2 separate regions of the Mus musculus genome follow, and region 2 is linked to region 1. The links are chromatin contacts, called in public Hi-C maps. All regions are on one chromosome and are shown on one strand. The core of a region is the stretch at or near the end of the contact, and the rest is flanking DNA. Distances in the headings are between cores, read along the strand shown. Region 1 has its middle 150 kb from the start of Gm35023. Region 2 has its middle 59 kb from the start of Gm35341.

Evidence for each region. A called contact is a pair of places that touch in the nucleus more often than the background predicts.
Region 2: a contact with region 1 is called in a Hi-C map of uterus, with 2.7 times the contacts expected there. The contact joins two enhancer-like sites.

What each region holds. Positions count from the first base shown.
Region 1 is chr1:185,769,416-185,776,527 of GRCm38.p6, forward strand. No RefSeq gene overlaps it. Among named protein-coding and RNA genes, the nearest start is that of Gm35023, 150 kb to the left of the region's middle. Within about 2 kb of position 3,911, at least 16 of the 459 cell types and tissues checked have an H3K27ac peak or open chromatin away from gene starts, as enhancers often do. A contact at or near this core is called in uterus, where this site is marked.
Region 2 is chr1:186,345,086-186,352,197 of GRCm38.p6, forward strand. No RefSeq gene overlaps it. Among named protein-coding and RNA genes, the nearest start is that of Gm35341, 59 kb to the right of the region's middle. Within about 2 kb of position 2,761, at least 19 of the 459 cell types and tissues checked have an H3K27ac peak or open chromatin away from gene starts, as enhancers often do. A contact at or near this core is called in uterus, where this site is marked.

The sequences.
Region 1 (7,112 bases), core at 2,661-5,160:
AAATGTGTTGATTCATAGGAAGAACAACAATATCAACCAACCAGACCCCCCAAAACTCCCAGGGACCAAACCACCAACCAAAGAGAACACAGGAGTAGCCATGGCTTCAGCTGGATATGTAGCAGAGGATGGCCTTATCTGGCATCACTGGGAAGGGTCTGTGGAGGCTTGATGAATAAGGATAGGGGGATGCTAGGGCACTGAGGCAGGAGTGGATGGGCGGGTGGAAGAGCACCCTCATAGAGGCAGGGGGAGGAAAGAGGGGGCAGGGGGCTTGCTGGAGGGGGAACTGGGAAGGGGGATAACATTTGAAATATAAATAATATAACCAATGAAAAATGAAAAAAATGTGCTAATATATTAATTTCTTTCCTTGAGATTTGGTTTATAACTTTTTGGTGTTATGGATTGAACTCAGGACTTTGTGCGTGCCAAATTACATTTCTAATCCTTAATTTTAGCCCTTTAAAGTAGCCATACTAAGTCTAGTGGCAGCTGCTCATGACTTTAATCCCAGCCCTTGGGAGGCAGAGGCAGAGGCAGGCAGACATCTGTAAGTTCGAGGCTAGCCTGATCTACAGAGCTAGTTTCTGAACAGCCGAGTCTACACAAAGAAACCCTGTCTTGGAAAAAAGTAACCACATTAATAATAAGTAAAACAAAATAGATACAATTGATTTTGGAACAGTGTTCTCTCTCTCTCTCTCTCTCTCTCTCTCTCTCTCTCTCTGCTAGTTGGTTTTATTGTGTCAGGAGAAATCCTCAGGGCACTAAACAATAAATTGAATTGTACAAGGTGACCTTACCAAATCACTGGTGGCTGCATTTCTAAATTTTCTGAACTCAGAGGAAGAAATTTTTACTAAAGAAACTCGTTCTCTTTGGCAATCCTAAGGAAGGTTCACGATTACACTTGGCCGTCCTTCTGATGACACATAGCAGGTCTATTTCTGTACATAGGCAGAGATATTTTTGATTTATTCTGTCTACTTTTCCATACTGTTATTGTTAGGCAGAGTTCTACATTCAGAGATATTTGTATCTAAAACAAAGAGGTACACAGTATGTATCACATAAAGTGTAATGAAGGACTTGGCCTGTATAAATTACAATGCCCTTAATACATATGCAGAATAGTGATTCAATAGATACTGAAGAGATAAACATGATAAAGCACAAAGATCATTAAGTTCCAGCCAATATGTGGACAAAAACTATTACTAGAAAATTTGTCATGTCTGACAAATTATAATATTTCATGGAGCCTTTGTTGTTTCAGTTGTTAAATAGCACTATTCTTAAATTTGTCTGACAAAAATTCGTATATGAAATGGGAAGTGGGATCATTGTTATGCAGAAGTCACTAGTAAGTATTCCAAAATATGCTGTGCACCAATTCACACAGTATTTTATTTCATTGATTATACCCAAGTGCTATCATGTTGGTCATGCGGTTATGCCATCGACATGAAATTATTGATGAGATATTTTAATTGTCTTTTCTCAGAGTGAATCTTTAACACTTGTTGCAATAAGTAGGTGTGGTGTTAAGACAAGTGAAGAAAATGGTCATGAGTTTGTGCAGAACATTTCTATGTACAGGGCAGTGTAGTAGCAGTTACAATATATTATATTCAACCTCCTAAATGCCCTATAGTATGACCTTTTGTCCCCCCACCCCCCATTTTACAGTGTCATAAAGGGACTATAAAGTTGTCTTCCAGACTAAGGTCTTCTCGGAGCAACATTTAACCAGTTACTGGGAGACAATTAGTTTAGCTTCTACTGGCCCAAGACAATGGGTTTGAATAGCCACTCTAAGAAGGGCAACAAGTTAGAAAAGGTTAACTAATTTACCTCAAACCCCAAAGCTAATAAATGGTAGCACACCTAATATTGAAGGCCAGACCTGTTTGCCTCAGAGGTCAATCCCTAGGATATTTTGATATTTCTTCTAGAATTCTCCTTGATACTGAGGAGGAGTTAGGGAAACAGAGCTAGTGCAGGGAAGTAATGGTTGGCCCCTTAACATGGCTGCTGCTTGTATCCCTGGATGCTGCTTGTCCCTAAAGACTTTGGCACCTGAAGTGTGTGTGTGTGTGTGTGTGTGTGTGTGTGTGTGTGTGTGCATGTGTGTGTAACATAGCAAGTTGTCTTCCAACTCACAACATGCACTCAATGTGTTATATTTCAGTGAGTTCTAACAATCCTTCCTGACCTCCCCCACTTCAGGTACCAATGACTAGGTTGCATTTCCTTAGCTCTGACCTTGTGACTAATACATTCATACAAACAAAGCAATTAAATCAGTGTCTGGCACCTAAAAATCACTCAAAAAACATCCACCCATTATTCCTCTCTTAGATGTCTCTCTTGATGTATTTTGATTTTTCTGAAGTCATCATTCACTCTCTCTTCAAGAGGACCTTTTTAACTTGCAGATTTTCTGAGTGACTGGGCATCCATTTAAGGATAAACTATTACTTCTTTATTTCTCCATTCCTAGTTGTTAGTTATGTCATCTATGTGAACATCGTTGTGGTCTCTGTGGATTCTTCTTATCAAAGGGTAGATCTTTTAAATTTAGTAGGTGAGTGTTTATCATAGGACTTGGGAAACCTATTTCTGAATGGAATTTTAAAAATACAGCCCAATATAAAAATATCCTTATGAGGGACTGAGGAGATGGCTTAGTCTAACACACTCCTTGTCTGTGCAGGAGGACCCAAGTTCAGATATCCAGCACCTACATCAGAGAGCTAGAGATGATCAAGTGCAGATCTTAACCTTGGTGTAGTAAGGATGAAGACACGTAGAATCCAGGAGCTTACTAGCCTGGCCAGGCAGTCGATCCTGTCACAGAGTAGCCAGTTCAATGAAAGAAGGTGGGAGCATTCAAGGAAGGTACCAAACGTTGACTTCTGTCCTACACACACATACACACACACACACACACACACACACACACACACACACACACACCACATGTCTCTTGCTCACCATATATCTATATCTATATCTATCTCTATCTCTATCTACATCTCTATCTACATCTATATCATCTATATCATCTATATCTATATCTATCTTCATGAGTTAGCTTTCATGACAAAGGGAGTAACCAGGGGAAGATGACCTCTGTGTGTGGCTTCCATCTCCCTGCTCTGGAATAGTAACTTGCAGAAATACTCCAAGGAGTTATCGTGAGCAGAATGCCACATGCCAGGTTTATTGTTTCTATTGGACACATTTCAGAACAGCCTGTGACTTTACAATGACTGCTTCCAGATCAGGCTCTATATTCTAGTTGACATTTTAAAAATTAGCCTTTCCCTACAACTGAAAGAGCCAGGACCCTATCTGCCCTTTCTGCTAATAGTTGGTAGGAAACATGAGCCACACAATGGCAGACATGGACCCAACTCAGATTGTCCCCAGATAGAGAGGGCTGAGTCTTCATTTGTTTGGAAAAGTAAAAGATTGGAGCTATTGATACGTAGCAGTTGTTCAGGGCATCCTCAAGTCATGCTTCTACATAGCACAAGGTGGGTCTGTAAAAGGATACTGCCAAGTAACCCCTAGAAGGAAGATGGAATAATTTTCTGAATAACATTTGGTTTTTGTAGCAACACTAGGGCTGGGGCAAAGATAAAATAAAAATGCATTTATAGTCCTGGAAAAAAGAAGGCAGGCATTATCTCCCTCATAAAACCAGCTGCTCACCCTGAAATTACATTTCTTCTAGAATATTTTATTTTATCTTTGATCATTATAAATTATTCTTTTAAAGTTCTATTTTTTGCTTTTTAAGGTTCCGATTGAGAAAGCAGTTGGCATCCCTACACACCAGGACTTACACAGGCTTATTTATTGAAAAACCTCTCAAGTACTTCCCTTTCCACCCGTCTGAACCCATCAGGGTTGCTCTGTGGAGCTGTCTTGTGGACAGTTATGGGCAGAGTCGGCTAACCACCTCTGGCGGTAGAAGCGACTTTCCATGGCTCTGAGTGCCAGATACATTTGCTTACTCAGAGTTTCACTTGACTCATAACCTTTTCTTGGTGGTGGTGGTGGGGGGTGTTTTGTGTGATTCTGAATTACAAAGAGTTGACTGGGGAACTTAAGGGGGAAAGGGCTTAGAGAGGAAGATGGAGGATCAAGGGGCAAGGTGGCCAAGTCCTTATGTTGTTCTAGGTCTAGAGATGGGTCTTGACGGTGGAATGCTGGAGACTTCATCCCCACAGGTAGTTCCTTTCACTGGGAGAATGTGTGAACACAGTACCCACGCTTCCAGCAGAAGGAAGCTGCTCTTAGAAGCAGCTTGGCACGGTGGGCTCTTGGTAATCTGGCAACTCATTCCAGAGGCTCGGAGCCGCTGGAGACAAGGTCTCCTCCCCTGTTTATCCTGAAGCATCTAAAAATCTTCCCGAGGCATTGTATGAGCCAGCATGAAGACCATAGAGCCCGGAAGCAGAGGGATCACTTTATTAGCAGCAATAACAATACTAACAAATAAATTACTAACGATAATAAAACAATCACCAGCAGTTAGGATTTTATAGATCACAGAGCATTTTCTCCTTCATTTTCTCATCTCAGATAATGGCCATTTGTTACAACGCTGCTGGCACTGAGAAGATTCAATACAATCATTCTCAGATCAAAGGAGGGATTTTCTCCCAGCCCCTGGGAGTGGTGGTAAAAATGAATTGCCTAGGGTATTGACTTGGCCACCCCAGAGAAAACAGGAGGGAGGGGAGGAATAAACGGGAGGATCTGGATATGATGCTATTCTGTGAAGCAGTTTGCTTCTTCCCCCTAGAATTTTAACTGCACCCTTGGGATGTAAGGGGCTGGATAAAGGATCAGATGGTCTTTGAATGCCGTACTGTGTTGAAACATAAAGGGACTTCATAAAAATCCTGGGTTGTGAAATATTAAATATTTGGCATGTGTTGTAGTTGTCAAATGAAATTAGTTATATAAGCAGAACTCTCTAGCATGGTTTCCCTTTGTCCAGCGTTGGAGAAAGGGTTTAGTGAGGAAAGACCAAACCATCTGAAGGCTAACTTGTGAAAAACCACTTCCCTGCAGAGGAACATCTGGAGACCTGGGAGATGGCTCCCCTGGTGAAGTGCTTTCATGAGGACCCGAGTTTAGATCACAGCACCAACAGGAAGGAGGGGCTCAGTGGTGCACATCTGCACTCCCCATGCTGGCCGGTGGGGGTGGGGAGCTAGAAGACTCCCTGGAGCTCACTGGCCATCTAGTTGTATTCCAGGCTTTGTGAGAGACTCTGTCTCAAAATATAAGGTAGAGAGAGAGTCAGTTCCAAAGGAAACCCCAATTCCCCAAACTCTAAAAGATCCAGAAATGAGCTCAACCTGGACAGCGGAGGATTTCTGGCAGCTAGATAAAAGGCAGCATTCCTCAGGAACTCATGAAGCCAGTTCCTCTACCAAAAGGAGTCATTTCTCTTACCGCTGGCAGAAGGGGCAAATGGTCACTTGTGGTACCTATTAGCACATCAAAGCTCATGCTGGCCTCCAGGACTCCTCAGGACCCCAAGTCCCTGCTACACGTTTCCAAGTGCATGCTAGCTTCTTAGCCCTTCTCATCTCCTCCTCCACCCTCCACTCCCTCCAGCTCCCTTCCTCAGGCAAGCTCCTCCTTCTTTAAGCCTACTGTTCTTGCCTTGTTCCCTCTCTTCCCCATACCGCCTTTCCCTCCCTTGCAGATAGCCCTGGCCAGGTCAAAACTGCTGGCCACGCTCATTCTGTTTCTTCTCTGCTCCAGACTCTTCCAGATGCCCCAGGCTGTCCTCTTAGAGCTACAATAAAAACCTTCCCTCTAACAGTACCATGGAATAGGCATGTCAGCAGTTTATGCAAAGAATGATAATGGAAGACACCCAGCATTGACCTTTAGTCTGTACCTACCCACACACCTATGTCTTGTATACACACACACACACACACACACACACACACACACAGAGAGAGAGAGAGAGAGAGAGAGAGAGAGAGAGAGAGAGAGAGACAAAGAGACAGAGAGAGACAGAGAGAGACAGAGAGACAGCAAGAGAGAGAGAGATCTAGAAAAAAAAGTTACTGAATTCTAAACAAAACAAAACAAGCAACCAACCAATCAACCAAACAAGAAAATCCTAGAACCCATATCAAGTTCTCATGGTAGAGAGCTTTATAAGGATAGATAGGATTTTTTTTTTTTAAGTTGCCATTGAGGCCAGGTAGGGAAGAAGGAAACCATTGACACATCTTGTAGATGGAGACTCAGGTAACCAGTCTCACTCCTCCTTTCAGCCAACTTTTCTACTCCCAACCAATCTCATACTACCCTGTATTGAAAGACGAAATCTTTTAATGAAGATTGTATTTGTTTTTAAGTATGTGCATATGTGTGGGCATGTGCACATGAATGCAGGTAGACTCTGAGCCCAGAAGAGGTTATTGGATCCTCTGGAGCTGGAGTTATAGAACCTCCTGACTTAGAGCTGAACGAGGATCCTCTGGAAGAGTAGGAAGTACTCTTTAACAGTTAAACCATCTTGCCAGCCTCAAGAAACTCATCTTTTAGGTAAACCTTCAGTGATAAATTTGTGAATGCAACACCAAACAGTTCAAAGTAAAAGCAGGTAACAATTTGGGATCAGTCTCATGCTGGCTGGCTTGCACTTTGTGGCTTTGTGCTGTGTTTAGAGAAAGTGAGATTACCATCAAGTGAGAAAAGTCACAGGCAGGTTTTGCAAGAGGCCACAGTTTATGTTCCCTCACAGTTGTGTAAGAGTAAAATTCTGGCTGCTCGAAGTTGCACAGTTCCCAGGGTGACAGACTGGGTGGCACAGCCATGTCGTTCCTTAAGGTGATTCCACCCAGGACAGTGGATTTGCATGACTGGTGGCTAAAGAAAGAGGAAACATGATGAAGCCATGTTCTCAAGTAGATCCAATGGCAGACACATTTTGAAAGAGTGGTGTACCAAGCATGGAGCTATATCCTTACAATCCAAGCACTTAGGTAGAGGCAACAGGATCATGGGGCTCAAGACCAGCCTTACCGCTTAGCAACTTTGAGGCTAGCCTGAGCTACATG
Region 2 (7,112 bases), core at 1,511-4,010, 570 kb after region 1:
GGGAAGAGTGTGATTGATTGTGTTGGGGAAGAAATGAAAGACTCAGTAAATAATTGCTTTTCTCACTCATCTCAAGACCAGACCTGAATCTCAGACAGTTGCGATTTCAGGATGGTACATGAAAGGACAGTTTAGCCTTTATTAGATCTAAGAAACTGGATTTAAGGATGAAGAATGTCTCAAATGCTGATCTGAGTAAACCGATCAAAAATAGAACATTACCTAAATGTTGAGGAGCTCAGATTTATAAAAGACAGAGACATTCACGTGTAAAACCAAAGCATTTGGGCCATTGAGAAGAAAGGTTGTGGCCTGGCTTCTAGCCTGTCTCTATCCTTAACCCTTTCCTTTTGAATTCAAAGAGATTAAATCAACTTCCCCGGGCCAGTCCTGGATGAGAACATCAAGAGCATGTTGGCTGTGAGAAGGAGAAGGGGGAGATGGAGACGGGGCTGTGAGATCATAGGTCTTTTCCATCTTTGCATCCTGGGTTTCTGCCATTCCTTCCCACACAACTCAAACTGCAGCCACACTGGCTCGCTTGCCATTCCCTAAACATACCCCACACTTAAGTCGGAAGAGCCTTGCACATATTGTTCTACTGCTCTCACGCCACCTCCTCATTTCTGCCCTGCAAGCTCCTACACATGTGCACGAGTCCTACCCCACTTTTTGAAATCTACCTCAATTCACAAGAGGTAAACTGTGTCTCCCACTGGCTTCCATGCTTGCCTATTTCTCCCCCACTCTGACTCTGTGTAACTGAAATGTACGTAGCTGAAATGCCTTTATTCCTCTTATGGAATAAGCTGAGCTCCTAAATCACTTTCTGTTCCGTCCTTGACAGAGAGCTCAACCATGGAGAGCAGGGTTGATAACCGTGTGCATCGTTTTAGATAAGCCATAATTCAGACACAAGAGTGACAAAAACAAGGAGAGGCTGCTAGAGGTAAAGATCTAGGTCAGGGTGAGAACTGAGGTAAAGACAGAGGTAGGGATGGAGATGGGGTGGACAGTGGTCCTAAGAAGGGGAACTGAGGTGGGGATAAGGCTGTGAATATGGACAGGGGTAAGGACAGAGGTAGTGATGGGGAAAGCAATGGGGATGGGAAAGCATGGGGTTTGGGATGGAGATGAGGAGAGAGACAGAGCTAGGGGAGGGATAGAATAAAGACAGAGACGGAGGGGGAAATGAGGATAAGGAGAGATGGGGTGGTGTTGGGCTATACATAGGGGCAGAAGGAAGAGGGTGAGATGAAGACAGAGATAAAGGAGCAGAAGCTGAATGGAGACTGCGGTGGCGGTAGAGGGCGTGAGATGGAAGAGACAGAGATAGAAATTGTGTGCTGCTTGTTTCAGTTACCAAAGGGGGCAAACCTCAGGGACAGAGAGGCACAGAACCTCTGTGCGAATGTTTACTCTGAGGGCTGTAATTTGGATAAGTAGAGGGAAAGCAGACTTCATTAAATTTGCAATGAAACTGCCGGGTACATCAGGATGCAGAACAGGGGATAATAGAGCTCCACTATGCTTTGGGTTATTTTATTTAGATTGAGTTTGATCGTCTTTAATACTGAATTCTGAGTCTCAGGAAGCGTAGACTGTGTATTTCTTTTAAGTATATGCAAAACAAACAAACAAAAAAACCAACAAAAACAAAACTAATATCTTCAACAAATAAAAAGCTGCTTTTGAATGAAGAACCATGGGAATCTCCATCACAATTACACTAAATTAATATCCCTACTAAGAGAGTGAGCTTCACAAACAATTGAAAAGGAAAGCAATACAAAAACACCTCTTTTTACACATTAGCCACCCTGCTATAAACATCAAGGAAGAGTGAGATGCCTCATGCACAGGTGGAGCATGCGGTGTCAAGATAGATAGATAGATAGATAGATAGATAGATAGATAGATAGATAGATAGATGGATGGATGGATGGATGGATGGATGGATAGATAGGTAGATAGAGAGATAGAGAGACAGAGAGATAGAGAGATAGAGAGATATAGATACTCAGGAAGCAACTTTTATGACCAGAGATGCTTTTAAGAATGAAAAATTAAGACACAGTTAACACACACCACCAATACACCACACCATAGAACATAACTTAGATGAGCTAATCTGCAAGAGTGGAGTAAAAAAATGAGGTAATGCTGTTGAGGGGATTATATTCAAAATATGGCAAGACATCAATAGTGACCGAGCGGAGGAAGGAAGGCGTCTCAGCTGTTAGCAATAAGGCAACCGCAAATTTGCAAGATGTATTAACTGCTTCAGTAACTGGTAGTTCAAGAAGTTTAATCCCCAAGACTTCATGCGACCGTCTGTGACAGGGCTGCCCGAGCTATACATCTTTTTCTTGGCCGTGGTTACTGAAATTCTTCCTCCCTTCGTCCTTCCCTCGAGGGTCAGTTCAGGAAGAAAGAGTAGTAGATGGAGAGCTGGCTTCTTGTCTTTCCTCATCCTGCAAAGACTGCCTCCACCACGGACAAGAGGAATGTGTAATGTTGCTCAGACAGGCGGAGGAACTGACACCACGTTTTCTATATCACCCAATGTGCTGAAGGGTGCAAATCATTTGTAAAAGCATTAAGTTGGTTACATTGGCTAAGCAGTTGAAATTGTAAGCTCTTGAATGTCAAGCGCTGACCCTGTGGGGTGGGGGGAGGTTGAAGTGGAATGGTGTGGTGGAGGGCAGGCTTTGGGTCATGTTTTATACTGGAAGTTTAATTGTCCTGGCAAGGATGTTGAAGTGACTCATTGAGCTGAAGTGGATTCTATCTTCCAGCACAGATTTGAAATGGGGGAGGATAGCGCAGCAATAGTATCTTTAAAAGAATTGGCTTAGTTTGCCTCAGCCCCTAACTACTTCCATGCAGATTCATTTGTTTTGGACACCAATGTTGAAAGCAAGCCAATGATAGCAAAAATAGTGTCTATGTCGCCCCTTTTGAACCCACACAAACCTTTTCACTGTGTTTAAGCCAGGGATTTTTTTTTCCAAAGAAAATTACATGTTCTTTGGTCCTTTCCGATCTTTTATTGAAGAACGTTAAATAGTTTATAGCTAGAAAGAATTATAAAGTCATCATGACACCAAGTTTGTGCAATGGTGTTTTCCAAATGTGTTTTGATTATTCTCACAGAAACTCTCATCCCACTCAGAGATGAGTGTTTCTAACTTGGCGTTGTAAGGTGAGTCATGCTGTCTGTTTATCCCCGGGACATAGGTGCTGGATTTACCTTGCTTTAAAGGAATGCTCTCTGCATGGGTTTTATAATCCTTTGCTAGTCAGTGGCCAACCCCCTGAGATGCCCCTTGTGTCACTGAAAATAGTGAACTCGAAACTCCAGCACAGAGCAACCCTTTACTATCAGCTGGGGAAATTTTCTGCTGGAAGACTGTTGCATATGCTTGCAGAAATGCTGCCTCTTAAATCCCCACCCCTAAGAGTGTAATCAGAGCTATTCCAAAGGCAAGTAGGACCAAGTAATCTCCATCCAGAGGGTGTCACAGAAAACCTGTGGATGCTATTGCTGGGCTGGGAAGGGAAATCAGGGAAGGATGCGGAGAACAGGGACATTTTGTTCCCAGAATACCTTTACTAAGAGACTCTTAAGATGAAGCTAGTAGTCACTGCATGATAAATGGGTTTTGAATCGTGTGGAAGCTCAGGGGAGGGACTGGCATTTTGATTACCCAGATTCAAATCAGACCAAGGAGAGTAGAAAGGGGTTAATTTCTTAGAAATCTCAGAAGCAGAATGAACAGGCTCCAGTAATAAAAATAAAATAAAATAAGCAGTAATGAAGCAGCTGAGTGATAGAATTTCTTTCAGTCTTTGAAGTGGGAAAGTGTCGTGATGAATTCTGTTGGTCCAGGTGAACTTGGGTCACCTACAGGAAGCTCTGCTGGCGACAAAAGAAACATAAACTTGCAGCCATGATAAGATCATTGCTAGAGGAGTCAGAGACCATCACTGTGGGAGTGACCACTGAAGGCTGGGGGGAAAGTATGCTCTCTAAACTGGAGAGAATGGAAAGATAAAGCTAGAATCCGTGTTTCTAGTCAGGCAGGGCAAATAGAAAAGGTGCAGCCCTTCTGTTTCATGGAAAGACCACCAAAAAGCATCAAGGTGGCATAGAAGAATAGTTGAAAGGAAAATGAAATCTAACAAGAGCATTTTATAAGCTAGAAGAACAGGGAAATGTGGAGTGAGTGAGGAAACCTCACAGCAAAAGGGAAGGCTGTACTGATGAAGCCTAAGTGCAGCCAAGTTGATGTGTAGTGTTATTCTGGCAGAAATAGAGGCGGGTGCATAGATAGGAGCTATTCAGTATTGGAGGTAACATATCTTCAGAGATTTAAACTCATTTAGATTCAGAAAAACAAATAAAACATCACATTTCTTTATGCCTTCCTCAGTTCCACACAGCCAAGAGTCATGTTCTCTTTACAGTGAGGTGGAAGATTATATAGCTGACTATCCAAGGTGAGAAAGCTAGAAAATTCGTGGCTCAGGGTTCCCTAAAAGAGCAGTGAGCATGGAATAACTTACCAAGTAAGAGGTTATATGGGAGCATCCTAAAAACTAGCAAGCAGTCTGTTCCCCTCCTTTTTAGCCCCCTGAACACAGCTGGCAATGCTGACTTCTGCTGAGGTTGGATGCTCCCTTAGGCAACGGGCCTGGGGTGGGGCATTGCCCAGGAGAATAGATTCATGGTTAGCAATGTTTAGAATCCTCTCAATTAATAATGCTATCCTCAACAATATTAATACTCAATTGTTCCATCATAGCGCAACATACCCTTAACAAAATACCTTGCTAATTCAAGATGCGATTCATAAACACACAAATTGTCAATATTGAGTTAATGACAAAATGAAAACTTCCTGCAATTGTCACTCTTGCTACTAAGTGTAAAGCAGTACAAACAGCCACGTCTTTCTGACTATTTTATTATTCCTTTCAGCTGGGCTTGCCATCTTTACCTCACTAAATGGATTCATGGATTCCTAGTGCTGAGAGGAGAGCAAGTTTGTCACTGGTACATGGAATGTTGGGAGAGGCGGGGCCTATGGTGGGGTGCAATGCCCTAGGGCAAATGAACAGGTTCAGGTTGGAGTGGAGTTTGAGACCAATACAAGGAGGATTAATGGCTATGATTGCCTGCCCCTGAAGCCCCTTTCTTCTTTAGTTCCTGTTTGATTAAGCTATTAGTCCCTTCCTATTCAGAGCAGAAAAGTCTACATGGGATGAGCTCCCTGTCTCATTTCTTCCATTTTTTCATCCCTCAACTTCCCAAGAGCCAAATCTTTGGCCTTAGAAAGACCAATGGAATGGGCCCACCCATTCCCAGAAGGAACTTGACGTTCTAGCCCTGAAGCTTCCTCCTCTCCCATCTTCTGTGTTTCCAGAGAATAACTCTGGCTCTATAGTCACTCTGACTCCCTGAAGCACCCGCCATCTGCCCTCTGCCCCCTCCACACCCCACCAATGACTGCAGCAAGAGACAGCTAGTGCTGAGTGTTTTGTTTCCAGTACTGAGCTTTCAGCTCAGCAATCTTCCCTTTCCAGTCCATGTGCCCCAGAGTCTGGGGAAGGACGCAAGCCTGAGCCTCAGCTGCAGATCTTCTCGAGCAGCAGCAACATAACTGCAGTCCCTGGGTGTGCTAGACTTTGTAAAAGTGTGCACGGTTTATACCCTGGGGTTCAGCCAACAGCCCCATCAGCTTTGCATACAGAAACTTCAGAAGAAGCAGCAGAATTACCAAGAGTAGAACAGGTAAGCAAGGCACCTGGGAGTCTTGTCTTAAGGCCCCGGTCCCCTGAACTGAAGTGTCTAGTATGCACTGTCTGCACATTAGAGAAAATCACTCTCTGGCTGGCACACAGTATAATTTGAAAATGTTCAGGAGTCTTTAAAAGAGCCTCTACAAACACTGTCTTTGTGCCTAGTTTTTCCTGAACTCAAGCTTTGATTCCAAGAGCAAAGAAAGTTCCAGACTTGGCCAAAACTTCAGCTGTATAGAATCTGAAGGCAGAGCTTTCTAGATCAAGTTCTAGAAGGTAGGCATGTTGTTCTATGATATAAAGCATCTCCCTCTTAACAAACTGATTTACCAAGGGATGAGCAAGAATAAAAGTAGCATAAACCCTAGAGAGACATGGACCCTTGACCTAGGGATGGGCTTTGTTTGTGGAACCATGAATGACTGTAACTTCGAGGGAAGTGAAAAAGTCAAGGAATTGGCCCAATAATAGAGAGTGGGCCAAAGAGAAGGGTGGACAAGACTTTGAAAGTTCTGCTTTGGTCTAGAAGAGTTGGAGAGGTGATATGATGAATGTCACCAATCTCAGGAATACTGTCACACACAAGCTACTACTCTGCATCTCTACCAAATAAGGATAAAAGTCTGGGGACAGAGAGATGAAATAGCGGTAAGATAAATTTGGATGCCAGAACAATGAAAAACTTATGTGGCCCAAGGGAAAGTCTGCATCCTTAAGGACCTAGCTTCCCAAAGAAAATGACAGTAAAATGCATTCATCCAGGGAGAAAATAACAACAAAACAAAGAACAAAACAAAAAACCCAAAAAGCAATCTACAAATGATCCAAAAAGATCGATTGCAACCAAGAAAAAAAGTTCAAAGAAAATCTCTGAAACTGAAGAGCCTAGAGTTGCAAATTCCCAAAGTTTACCAGATTCCCAAACAAGGAAGGGCAGAAAGGTTATTGTAAAGCACTTTACTGTGAAGTTTACAGACATGATGCACAAAGATACTTTCCAACGCCTTCAGAAAATAAGTTTGACATTCCCACAAAGGACTCAAAGGTTGCAATGAGACTTGGCTTCTTAACAGGAACTTCATACCAAGGCAAAGCACCTGTGAAAATGGAAGGGGAATGTTTCCAACCTGCAACTCTCTAGACCATTAAAGTCCATCCCACTGGAAGGGTAAATGAAGGTTGTAAAGCTTAGAATTTGACCACCCCTCCCCCCAGGCTCATGGGTCTGAACACTTGCCCCACTTGTGGATGGCCCTGATTTGGGGATCTGTTAGTGTTGTACCTCGTTGTTAGATTAGGCCTCTAGG